2 separate regions of the Mus musculus genome follow, and region 2 is linked to region 1. The links are chromatin contacts, called in public HiChIP or PLAC-seq maps. All regions are on one chromosome and are shown on one strand. The core of a region is the stretch at or near the end of the contact, and the rest is flanking DNA. Distances in the headings are between cores, read along the strand shown.

The links. HiChIP or PLAC-seq counts read pairs in DNA pulled down with a chosen protein or histone mark.
Region 2: an H3K27ac HiChIP or PLAC-seq map of embryonic stem cells shows a contact between it and region 1, with 17 read pairs. The contact joins two enhancer-like sites. A contact is called at or near these places in 3 of 484 Hi-C or Micro-C datasets (Th1 cells and embryonic fibroblasts), 7 of 115 datasets of contacts at active chromatin or transcription factors (CD8 T cells, Th17 cells, effector CD8 T cells and 3 more) and 2 of 9 other capture datasets (adipose tissue and liver).

The regions. Positions count from the first base shown.
Region 1 is chr13:63,168,590-63,174,165 of GRCm38.p6, reverse strand. Aopep (aminopeptidase O) reads right to left here. Exons shown (of 16, transcript NM_001289926.1): 7 at 3,119-3,225. Among named protein-coding and RNA genes, the nearest start is that of Gm30409, 39 kb to the right of the region's middle. Within about 2 kb of position 2,300, at least 58 of the 459 cell types and tissues checked have an H3K27ac peak or open chromatin away from gene starts, as enhancers often do. A contact at or near this core is called in embryonic stem cells, where this site is marked.
Region 2 is chr13:63,269,810-63,275,385 of GRCm38.p6, reverse strand. The region is part of intron 13 of Aopep (aminopeptidase O); the gene reads right to left. Among named protein-coding and RNA genes, the nearest start is that of Gm16907, 25 kb to the left of the region's middle. Within about 2 kb of position 2,580, at least 166 of the 459 cell types and tissues checked have an H3K27ac peak or open chromatin away from gene starts, as enhancers often do. A contact at or near this core is called in embryonic stem cells, where this site is marked.

The DNA of each region.
Region 1 (5,576 bases), core at 1,051-3,550:
CTCATTGGATGAAACGAATCAGCAGTCAATGTAAGGTGCCAAGGATAAGATGCATGTCCAACACTGGGAGTATCGAGGCTGGCAGCAGCTGGTCACAGGGTACAGGAAGGTAATCCCAGCACTTAGAGTGGAGGCAGGAAGATCACAATGCAAGGACAGCCTGGGAAACTTACTCAGACTCAAGATTCTTACTAGTTCTAGTCTTAAGTCGTGGGAGTATAAATCAGTGGCATGCACACAGTGGCACAGGTGCGTGTGCATGCAGTGATGACAAAATAAGGTCTCAAATTCTTGCTGTGTCTCTTCTTACTTTGTAATTCTTTACTGTGTAAACCCAGCAAGATGCCATTTTCTTTGATGGGGTGATTGGTGTTGCCCACACACAATCCTTGGACATGTGGCCTTCTGACTTGATTTTTTTTTTCTGCGCAATTGCAGGCAGAGCCATGACAAGGGGGCACAGAGTGACAGCAGTGACACTGCGTACATTTTGTCTCTAAGGCTCACATGGCTCTTTATCCATCTTTCAAGATGGTGGAGTAGCTTGACAAAAAAAGGCACTATCTCTGATCACGGTACTGTTTAAAGGGGTTCTTTCTCAGGGTCACCTGCACAGTGAGACACAATCTTAGAACAGGTTTGTATCCCTTTCTTAGTATGCCCTTCCTGTTTTCCATGTCAGTATCTTGAGGTTCTCTGGGTTCATTTTAGGGAGAACCACAGGGGACAGGACTAAGTTGAAGCCAATCAAGTAATTCCTCTGCAGCGAACTTGCAGCGATGACTGTTCTCTGTATCTGTCTGCAAAGAATCCTTCAAATGCATTGTTTCAGACAGCCTAAATTTAGGACAACACGGTTTCTGAATATTAAGACAAAGAAAAATAAATAAAAGCCACAAGAAGCCTTGTAGTTCAAATATCTAAAATACTCCCAACTCCTCTCACTATGGAAAAGACAATTGCCTGCAAGTGGGTGGATCACATCTCCGCGGAGGCCAGGGCTGCAAAGGAGCTTCTGAGGGGCAGTGTAACTCAGTTTACGAACTGGAGACATTCTGCAAGATGATGTGGGTGCTCTTCTCCACACCAAAGGACCATGACCAGGCAGAATCACAACCGTCTGGGGACTTAAACATGGAGAATGGAGAAGGTCTCTTAATTTGAGAAGAGGAATCTGGGGCTGAAGAATTTACAGTTCATACAGCTTGCTCTTAGCTGTGGCAGGACCCCATGTTGCCTCCACAGTGATGCCTCCTGAGCTAGCTTCTACGTGCATAGCTATTTACCTAGGATCCTTTGCTGGACCATCTGACAACTTTGCTTGCCTCTTCGTTTCCTGGGTAGCTGGAGTATACTCACATGAGTACTGGTCAGGATGAATAGTCTCTTTCCCATAAGCTCCTGCCTTCCACTGATAGGAAATACTCCTATACGCAACATCTCAAAGTCAGCACGTGCAACAACAGAATCTTTATTAACACCGGTTCTTCCATCTACATAAATGTCATCACCATCTACCCAAGCACTCACCGCAAAGCCCCAGTCATTCTGGGTACTCACTGCCCTTGTCTCCACAGTAAAGCATCTGCTGGCTGTGTATCTACACACATCCACACATTCACTTATGTACAGGTGTACACACACACACACAGCTCACTGCTCTACCAGACCTTCCCTCTGCCCTGCACCTCTGCTCCTCTACACAGGAAAGAGCAGGTGACCCAGGATCCCTGCACACCAGAGATTAGCTAGCTTCTGACCAATGTGAGGTAGAGTCCCTCTTGACTCAAGGCTCTGCCATTTTCTGTTCCCAAGGCACAGCAAAGCTCTTTTCACTGTTCTTGCTAAGTGGAAGCTCCTTGAGAGCAGGCACCACGTTCACACTGTGAGGGCAGCCACACTTGGTCAGCGGTTCACACAGGCTCGCCAGAGGTTGGTTAAGGGAAAAGATACAGGCACAGTGGCAGAGCAGAATGGCAGAGCTTCTGGTTCCTGGCTCCTGTCTGGTTGTGCTTTACAACTGTTCTAGCTGTTTCTCCTAAACAATGGATGAGTGAGCCTGGGAGGTGACAGTTGTCACGCCGGCAAGGAGCCTGCCTCGGCAAAGGCAGCACTGCACGAAAGCACCAGCCAGCCTTGCCCTAGGGTCTAGCAGGCTCTGGCTTTGCCTCCCAGCATGCTCCAGGCCCAACACGGGAGCAGGTGCTTACTTAGAAGCACGTAACAACAGCAGAAGCGCCCACGGCAGGCCCCTGCCCAGAGGGAGCAGGTTGCCCTCAGGGAGTCATGTACAATGGGCTGAGAAAGGGGAAATTCCTACATGGGCCACCCAGCCCACTGACTGCAGACTTTAAACACTTGATTCCCCTTATCAGGGGCTGCATGGAACCTTCTGTAGCAACTTTGGTGCTCCTGGGGCTAGGCAAGAGGCTACAGGTAAGTATTTATAGCACAAAAACACCAAAGGAGAGAGGACAGAACTGGGAAAATGGCACGAAGTAATCCTACAAGTGCCATGTGCAGTCTCAGAACACCACCCAGGAGCTGGGAGTGCAGAGAGCAATGGCGGTTTCCTGCTGGGCAACAACTGAACAAAAGGCCCATTGACATGCACATCTGTTACTACTAAACACAAAGTAGTCAATATTTTCTTACACATTTTCCCCTTTGGCTTTAAAGGGTTACTGTCTGACAAACTGCCGAACCCTAACCTTTTTCACATCCACAGTTACCACATAAAGTGACTATTAGAACTTCAAGTGAGGAATTTAGTGCCGGAAATGGCCTCATGCTAGCTGTTATTTCTGTCTGTCGTCTCTCTCTCTCTCTCTCTCCCTGACTAGAGAGACACTAGGAAGTTTTCAAAAGGCAAATCAAAACCCACACTCAGAGAGACTTAAAAGATAGCAATCATGTCCCTAGTGTGAGGAACCCAAGCCCTGTTTGATTTTAAAAGCAAAAAGGAAGGAAGGAAAGGAGGGAGGGAGGGAGGGAGGGAGGGAGGGAGGGAGGGAGGGAGGGAGGGAAGAAAGGAGGGAGGGAGGGAGGGAAGAAAGGAGGGAGGGAGGGAGAGAGGGAGGAAGGGAAGATGAGGTGGTGGGAAGCATTGGTGCCTTACCTTAACACCTGCATTCCCTCTGGGGAGTTCCGAAGCTCATCCTGCAGGCGGTGCCAGCGCAGGCAAGCCCTCAGCTCCTGCTGCTCCAGGGCCTCATGGGGGGGCAGCTGCGTGGGACACAGACACAAAGAATGTGCACAGCAGTCATGTGTTGGGTCAGGTTTTTCTCAGCAAAGGATTTGCTTTGTTTCACTGGGGGACAACTGGGCCTACTCGGCTCCTCGCTTTCCATCAGAAGACAACCAACTGGTCCTCCAAGGAGCACTGAGCAAGCTGTACAGCCCCTGCACTGATGGTGCAGCTGGCCCTGTCCTTTGAGTCCCTGGCCCTGGAAACTACTCCAGTCCAGAATACTCACCTGAAATGGGGTCTTCCCCACAAACCATTTCTCTTTTGATTCCGTCCAGCCTTCCTTCCCTGCCTTGTGCTTCTGCACGGGGAGGGGAAAGGCCCCTCCTCCACTTACCTCTTCTTTTTCCCAACCCTCAATTTTGTTAAGGACTGTTTATAGTGGAGCTTGCTAATGTAATCCAGATGACTCTGTTTGCATAGATCCAGAAAAAAAAAAGTATTACTGTCTGGACTCAATTTGGAGGCAGGGGAGGCCATCACACTGCTCCAGAGAGTCAGAATTGGCTGCTGTCACATGGACGTGCTCACAAGGCCACCACATGGACGGCTGGGATCTCCATAAGAGAAGGCAGGCAGTGGAGTGCCCTGCAAGGAGGGGACATCGGGTCTGCAGACATTTCTAGGAATTACTGGTCTTTAGAAATGCATTCATCAAATCTGTGTAGGCCCTGGGTCAGGATGGAGGACTGTTCTACCACGGAGGGCACTAATATCACACTGAGGACAATGTGTGGCTCAACAAGGACCATGGAGCAGCTCTGTCAGTAGGGACACAAGGATTCAGAAGGTTTCTACAGTAGGTGGTAATGCCTGAGCTTGCAGGGGCAGAGACTTCAGAGAGTGAGCGCGCACCACTGGTTTGGAAAGAGTGTGATGTTCTTAGAACACGGTGAGGGGTGCAGACAGGTTTGGAGCAGACAACCAAGCCAAGAGGGCAGAGTTGCAGAGGAGCCAGAAGATCAATAGGCTGCTCCACAAGATATGTACATGAAAGACTGTGCTTCCAGAGACTTCCAAAGGTGATTATGGTTAAATGAAGCTATCAGAGGGTAACCTTCAGGGCTGTGGTCAGGAAGATGCCAGAGCTCTGTCCATCTCTCAAGAGTGGAAGAATAATTATGTGAGGCTCAAGTGAGGAGGCAACCATTGGGCAGCAGCAAAGACAAGAGGCCACCACAGAAAAGCAATCCTGTTGGTCCCTGGATCTTGGGGTTCCTGTCAACTCGAGCAGTTACTTAAGCTACAACTTCTGGAGTTTGATTATGGCAGCCCAAGCAGGACAGCCTAGATGTGGATGGAGCACAGAGTTTATCTAGTCAATGAAGGTAGTATACCACCCAAACTGGCAAGTCAACTCACTTCTTCCCAGCCACTGCTCTGAGAGGCTGCAGCTTCCTCCTCATTCTGACTTGACATGCTTTGCTGTGCACTTGGGCTCAATGCTGCAGTGAATGTCTCCATGTGGTCATAGCCATCACTGAATTCTGTCACCCTCTTCTCTACTGGCGCTGCTGCATCCCAAAGAAGAGTCCTACCCTTGGCCCTCATGCCCCTCTTCTGCAGGAAGACATGAAAGGGCTATTTATCAGGGTGGGTAACAGGAGTAGTGGAGAGAGCCTAGCCTCTGCTTTCCTTAAAGCCACAGCAGTGGGCAGCTTGTCCACAAGGCTTTCAGGCCTCTTCTACCTCTGAATGCGCATAGTACCTGACACTCATTTGCTCTTTATTTCAGTATTTCTCTCTTCCCATCCATGGACAGCTTCTCTTAGCAATCACCTTCTGGTCCCATAGATTGAACATAGAAAGGCCATTTGTCTTAGTCAGGGTTTCTATTCCTGCACAAACAGCATGACCAAGAAGCAAGATGGGGAGGAAAGGATTTATTTGGCTTACACTTCCATACTGCTGTTCATCACCAAAGGAAGTCAGGACTGGAACTCAAGCAGGTCAGGAAGCAGGAGCTGATGCAGAGGCCATGGAGGGATGTTCTTTACTGGCTTGCCTCACCTGGCTTGCTCAGCCTGCTCTCTTATAAAACCCAAGACTACCAGCCCAGAGATGGTCCCACCTACAAGGGGCCTTTCCCCCTTGATCACTAATTGAGAAAATGCCTTACAGTTGGATCTCATGGAGGCATTTCCTCAACTGAAGCTCCTTTCTCTGTGATAACTCCAGCTGTGTCAAGTTGACACAAAACTAGCCAGTACACCATGGAAGGCATGCCAGCACCTGAGAGATGGAGCCCAGCCTCCACTCTGTCACTTGGTAAGGAGATACTCAGGACAGAAACAGGAACCAAACAGACATGGCGCATGGCAAAAGAGGG
Region 2 (5,576 bases), core at 1,331-3,830, 100 kb before region 1:
AGAAGAGCCATCAATAAACAATTTAATGGTGTGAAAGAATCTATCAAGAGCAGATGTACAGAGCTGCAGGCAAGTGTTCAGAACAGAAGATTTGCTCTACAGTAGAACAAATTCAAAGAACTCAAATTTCAAATGTTCTGACCTAAAAGGTTTTATCAGCACTGTATGCGGCGGCTCCGATGTCTCCGATGCAGTGGACCAGGCTCAGTGAAGATGAGGGTCCACCGATGAAGAAACTGGACTACTGTATGAGGACCAGCATGCCTGGCCTCCATGTTAAATTTGCTAACAAGTATTAAAATTCAGTGTAAAAAACAAAGCCACAAAAACATGCTCATAACGAGAGGAATGAGAAAGGCAACGGAAGCCCAGAGAAGTCACTGCTCAGAGTGGTTCTCCTCACATACTCAGGTGTGGGTACAATCATTTTGAAACAGTTTCGAAATGAAATTTACTCTTAGCTGTTCATCTGAAGTCAAAAAAACAATGTCCCCTCACCCCTGGCTCTGGCCTTTCTTCTTCACAGAAAGAACTGTACAACATAAATGTCCTTCTGGCCAGATTTTTTTCCCCCTAACGTTCTTCTGTCTTTCGTACCGAATCTAAACTACCCACAGATTCTGGCATATGTCTACAATTTGCAAGTTGGTTTCTTTTGTATCATTATACGTACAGTCAACCACAACTATAGACAAACAGCAGGGTGTTAGAAGAGGGGGCCAAGTCTTACTACATGAATTACTGCTGGAAAAATAAAGCACGTGGTTGTTATTGAATAAAATGCTTGCTAGGTACCACTGTCCAACTGCTACCCAGTGTGGCAGTCTCACTTTATAGAGTAATCTAAGTTGTGTAAGGCAGGAGAGTCATGTTTGGCCTCGTCTTTGACACTCTGGGATTCCTAGTGTGGGTGTTTTATGCCCTGGATCAACTCAGAAAAATTCAAGAATATTCATGCAAGGGAAAGAAACAAACAACTTCTGGGGAAAAAAAAAAAAAAAACAACAAAGCAGCTTTGGACTTTTAGGCCGAGTATTCGTGTTTTTCAAACCTAAAGGGGATGGAGGCTGTATTGGACCCGCATATGGTGTACAGGAGAAGCTGATGTCTGCAGATGTGCAAGCAGCATTAGGGACAGGAGCCTGACCAAGTCTCCCTATCCAAAGCCATGCTCCTCACAGAGTGACCAAGCACTGGCAAAAGTACAGAAGCCACCCCAGTACAGGAAGCCTAAGACTGGCCCCAAGGTGCTCAGGTCTGAGGTCTATTGTGAGCTCTAGGCTGGATGCAGCCAGGAAGCCTTTGTGTAGCTGTGGAATGCACAGTCCCTTGCAAGGTGTGGGTCTGAGTCTATTCAGCTTCTTCCTCAGGAACTGGCATGGACGCTAGTGACCCCAGGACAGCTGCTGCCTAACATCACAAAGGCATCAAGTCACTGCTAAAAATTTCACAAAAATAAACCTGCTCAACTTCTGGCCAGTTTGTATCTCGCTTTGCATAGGTACAATGGGTCCATTTAGAAAAGTCCAGACTTGTTTTGTTGAAATGATAATGCATTCTAAGTGTTCTGATTATTTCATCTCTAGTAGAAAATGCCGTAGAGACCTTCCTTCTTCCTCAGATCCAATTGGAACTGTATGAATTATCTTGGAACCTACCAATAGTTGATTTTTTTAAGAGGAAGAAATGAAGCTAGGTTTCCATCTTAAGAGAAAATTTTCCTACGTAATTAAATTACATAACTGAATTTTTAAAAAGAGAAACTTTTCAAAAAAAAAAAAAAAAAAAAAAAACAAGGCACCACAGCACATATTCCCGTTCCCAACCATCGCTTTGCTGTTAACACGCCAACTAAAACGGTCATTATTCCAAAGCCAGGCAAGACTCTAGTTTACACAATGCATGAATCAATACACCATAGTCCACCCCCTAAATATGTTCAATTATAAAATGGAAACAAATAAAACTCAAACTAACCTGAAAAAAAAAAAGTGGCTACAGGTCCCTCAACGTGAGGAGACCCAGAAATCACTCACTTTAACGCCACAAGCTGAGAACCACTTGCCCCGCTCATTTCCAGCTTAGCTTCTTAATTCAGACCTTTGCGAGGAGGAATAATCACGGCCGGCCGAGGCAGAAATACAACGAACACACTGTGCACTGCAGGGCGATGCAAACAAATGCCGTCAAAGTCAGGGGAGAGTGCGGCCTCTGCTCTCTGCTCTGGGTTCCCATCTGAGCAGAGCCTGAACGTGCAGCTGTCTAGAACCTCAACTTAACCTGTTGAACATTCCCAGACAAAGCCAGAGCCAGCCACCGCGCGTTGCTGTTTTCCTGCTGGAGTGAGTGTCCTTCAAGCTCTCCCTGCTGCAGGGCAGGGTGTCTCTGCGGATCTTTTCTCCAGGACCTGCCAGGAACTATAATCCCGAAGCCCTGGAATGCACTCCAAGTAGAAACGCCCTCATCCCAAAGCCCTGGAACGCACTCTGAGTAGAAACGCCCTCAGCAAGGGAGAACAAAGCAGCAAAGTCCCGGACAGGGTGCAGGGGCAGACAAGGGAGCCGTGGCCTCCTTACCTTGACCTGGGACCTGCACCTGCCGGCGTAGGCTGATAAGGGCCGCTCGCCCCGCCCTCTCTGCTCTAGCCAATCCACAAGGCCGCCCCGCCCTAACATCCCCGCCCCCCGCAATTCCACAAATTAGGCGTTCGCCTCCCACCCCGCACTTACTCAACATACAGACCAGTCCCAGTACAGCCTGTGATTCAAATGAGAACAAAGGCGGGCTTAGCATGGCACTTTCCTTCCAATTCACTAAAGTGAGGCCCCCTCATTACACTGGGTCCCATGAACACTTCCTTGAAGATCTTTCCAGTTAGAACCGGGATGAAAAACAATCTGATTTTTCCCGCGGAGCAAAACATTCCTGGGTCACCTGGAAGCAGCGTGTAGGTCTAGGAGGGAGGGCAGAAGAAGAAAAAGCTGCCCAGCCGGTTTCTGGTAAACAATCTGCATAATTGCTAATTAGGAGTGGGGGGTGGGGGCGACTGCCAACCTCTCACACCAAATCATTAGGAACAGTTAGTTACCTGAAAGAGGAAGGGGAAAGGGGCGCCAGAAATAAGTTTCCTGGGTTTGCCACCAGCTCTGATGAAGAACACTCCCAGGACATACCACTGGCATTCTGGTCACGAGGGAAGATCGATTCCAACAACAGAATCACTTCATTCGCCACCGTCCCTAGCACTGCTTCTTCAAACCTGATTATCATTGCACGCACAGTTGTTTACCAGAATGGTGAAGCGGGCATTTGAAGATATGACGCAAACAAAACGATAAGGGTTTCCTCCAAACAAGCAAAATGCATCGGGCAGAATCCCATTTACAATTTTAAGTATTAAAATTCCACTCCAGTTTTAGATGCTGAGTGGAATTTCAGGGACTAGAACCATACCCTTAAAAAATGCTTAGAAAAAAAACAGCATCACATGCTACCTGCCAGTCCTGGTTTGATCCAAGTCATCTTCGCCCATTTAGAACTGTCGGGAAGCTTACAGGGTAAATTTGTAAGAAGCGTTTTTATTTTATTTTTAAGTTTCAGGCAATGAACTACTGTCTGGGAGGAAGAAATAAAAACCTTGACTCTAAACAACCCAGAACAAATACGTTATACAAGTCTTTCAGTGTGACCTGGCCCACAATAGACTTTAAAATGTAAAAATTTTAGTTAGTTACGGTTTCCGTCTTATTCTAGGCTTTCACTAGGATATATTCCAGTTTCAGATGAGGGATCCATAGCCCAAGACTATGGAAAATTAATACAGCATTTTGTTTTCTTGCAAAACACCATTTTTGTTTAGCAGCTAAGCACAATTTAAAGCTTAACTGTAGCAACCATTTTAAGTCTTTTTAAAAGATACAAGCAAACAGACCAAAAAAAAAATCCAAAATACAAGTAATTTCTAGATTAAACAGTATAAATAAATCGTTAAGACAAATGCAAACCAAAATCAGCGTATCTATCTCAGCTCAAAGCTTTAATACAAAAAACCAGGAGCCTGGTACATAAAAATACAGAAGGGACTTCCAAACACCTGCTTTCTAGGTCAAATCAACAGTGAACAACGGTCAGGGAGACCTCCCCTTTAGAGAAAAATAGTTCCCCCAGACTTATCTTTTCCAAATTCTTCAGTCAAATTTAGAAATCAAAGTTTTGGCTAGATAGGTCTCCTTTTGTGCAAGAGAGCGCTTTTCTTTATTAAAAATGTTAATATTTTAAATAACAAGAATCATTACAAATCATAATTTCTCAAAGTAGTTTTCATTTTGAAAAAGCAAGCAATATAAATACACAACAAAGAGACAGGGCGAGAAGCTCTACAGAACTCCCCAAAATGTTCCTGTAAAGGTTGACTTTAAGCAGCCTTGCGCCAATGCTCAGGGTTTGATTTTAAAAGCAAAAGTCTGTTGGAGATTGAACTAACACACTCTCTCTCACTCTCGCTCTCCTCTTGCTCTCTCACTCTCTCTCTCACTCTCTCTCTCTCCTCCTTTCCCTCTGCCCTCCAACCCCAACCATCAGGCTACCTGCATCTCTCAGTCATCCTGTTTAAGTGCTACGCGGAGTGAAGGACAAAAAGTAGAAGCCAATGATCCTGCTAGAGGAGGAGGCGGCTGTGATGTGGAACATCCGAAAGTGGGAGCACCTCAAACAGATACACCTTCGGGTATCAGGTCACCTGGCCCCGCCTCTGGAACCTGCCGGCCATCCCGGCAGCACAGCTCCTGCACTGACACAGACCAGGGAACTGGGGCTAAGGCAAAACCTGACGTTCCAAAGTAGAGGCGACGACTTGCATTTGTGAGTCTGAAGACCCAGTTTGGCTCTAGGTGTGAGCACACAATGGCCTGCCTCCCTTTCTCACACAGCCACACTGTTGTACTGGAACAAGCGGCAGGCAGCACCTTTAAGGCAGGTACCTCCCCTTTCCAGACTCCCTCTGGGCTTCACTTCCAGGTATTTGCTATGGCAGGACTCCAGAATCTCCGCAGGAAAGGCCCTTAGTAGTCTTAAATGGCAAGGCACAACTCTGGCTTTTTGGGTCTTATCCTCAGTCATTTCAGTCAGCAGCTCTCTTATTTCACCAGCTAAGAACTATCCTGTGTCAACTGCATCTGCTGGGAATTCCTGAGCCCCGGGAAACCTGGGATGTCGGTCTTCTTTCCTCAGGCTCTCACCCAGCACAGTGTTGAAGTAATAATGTAAATTGTCTCCTAGTAGGATCAAGGTTTCCATCTTGGCCCATTAGCAGTTATTCTTAGCAACTAAATGATGAAAAGTGAAAATAGTCCAACTTAAAAGAGAAATCAAAGACACTGCACTTACAAACCTACACCGTTAATTTCACAGCCATTACAGGCAAATGTCATGTCTATTTCAGGGGTGCTTCCTGGGAGTCTGGTGACAGCTTAAGGAATGCAGCTCCACCATGTGCAAATGAAGACTGTGCCTCGCAGCTCACAAGCTACCCCACTGCCCCAGGAACCACTCTGTGGCCAGGGACAATGCTACCCAAG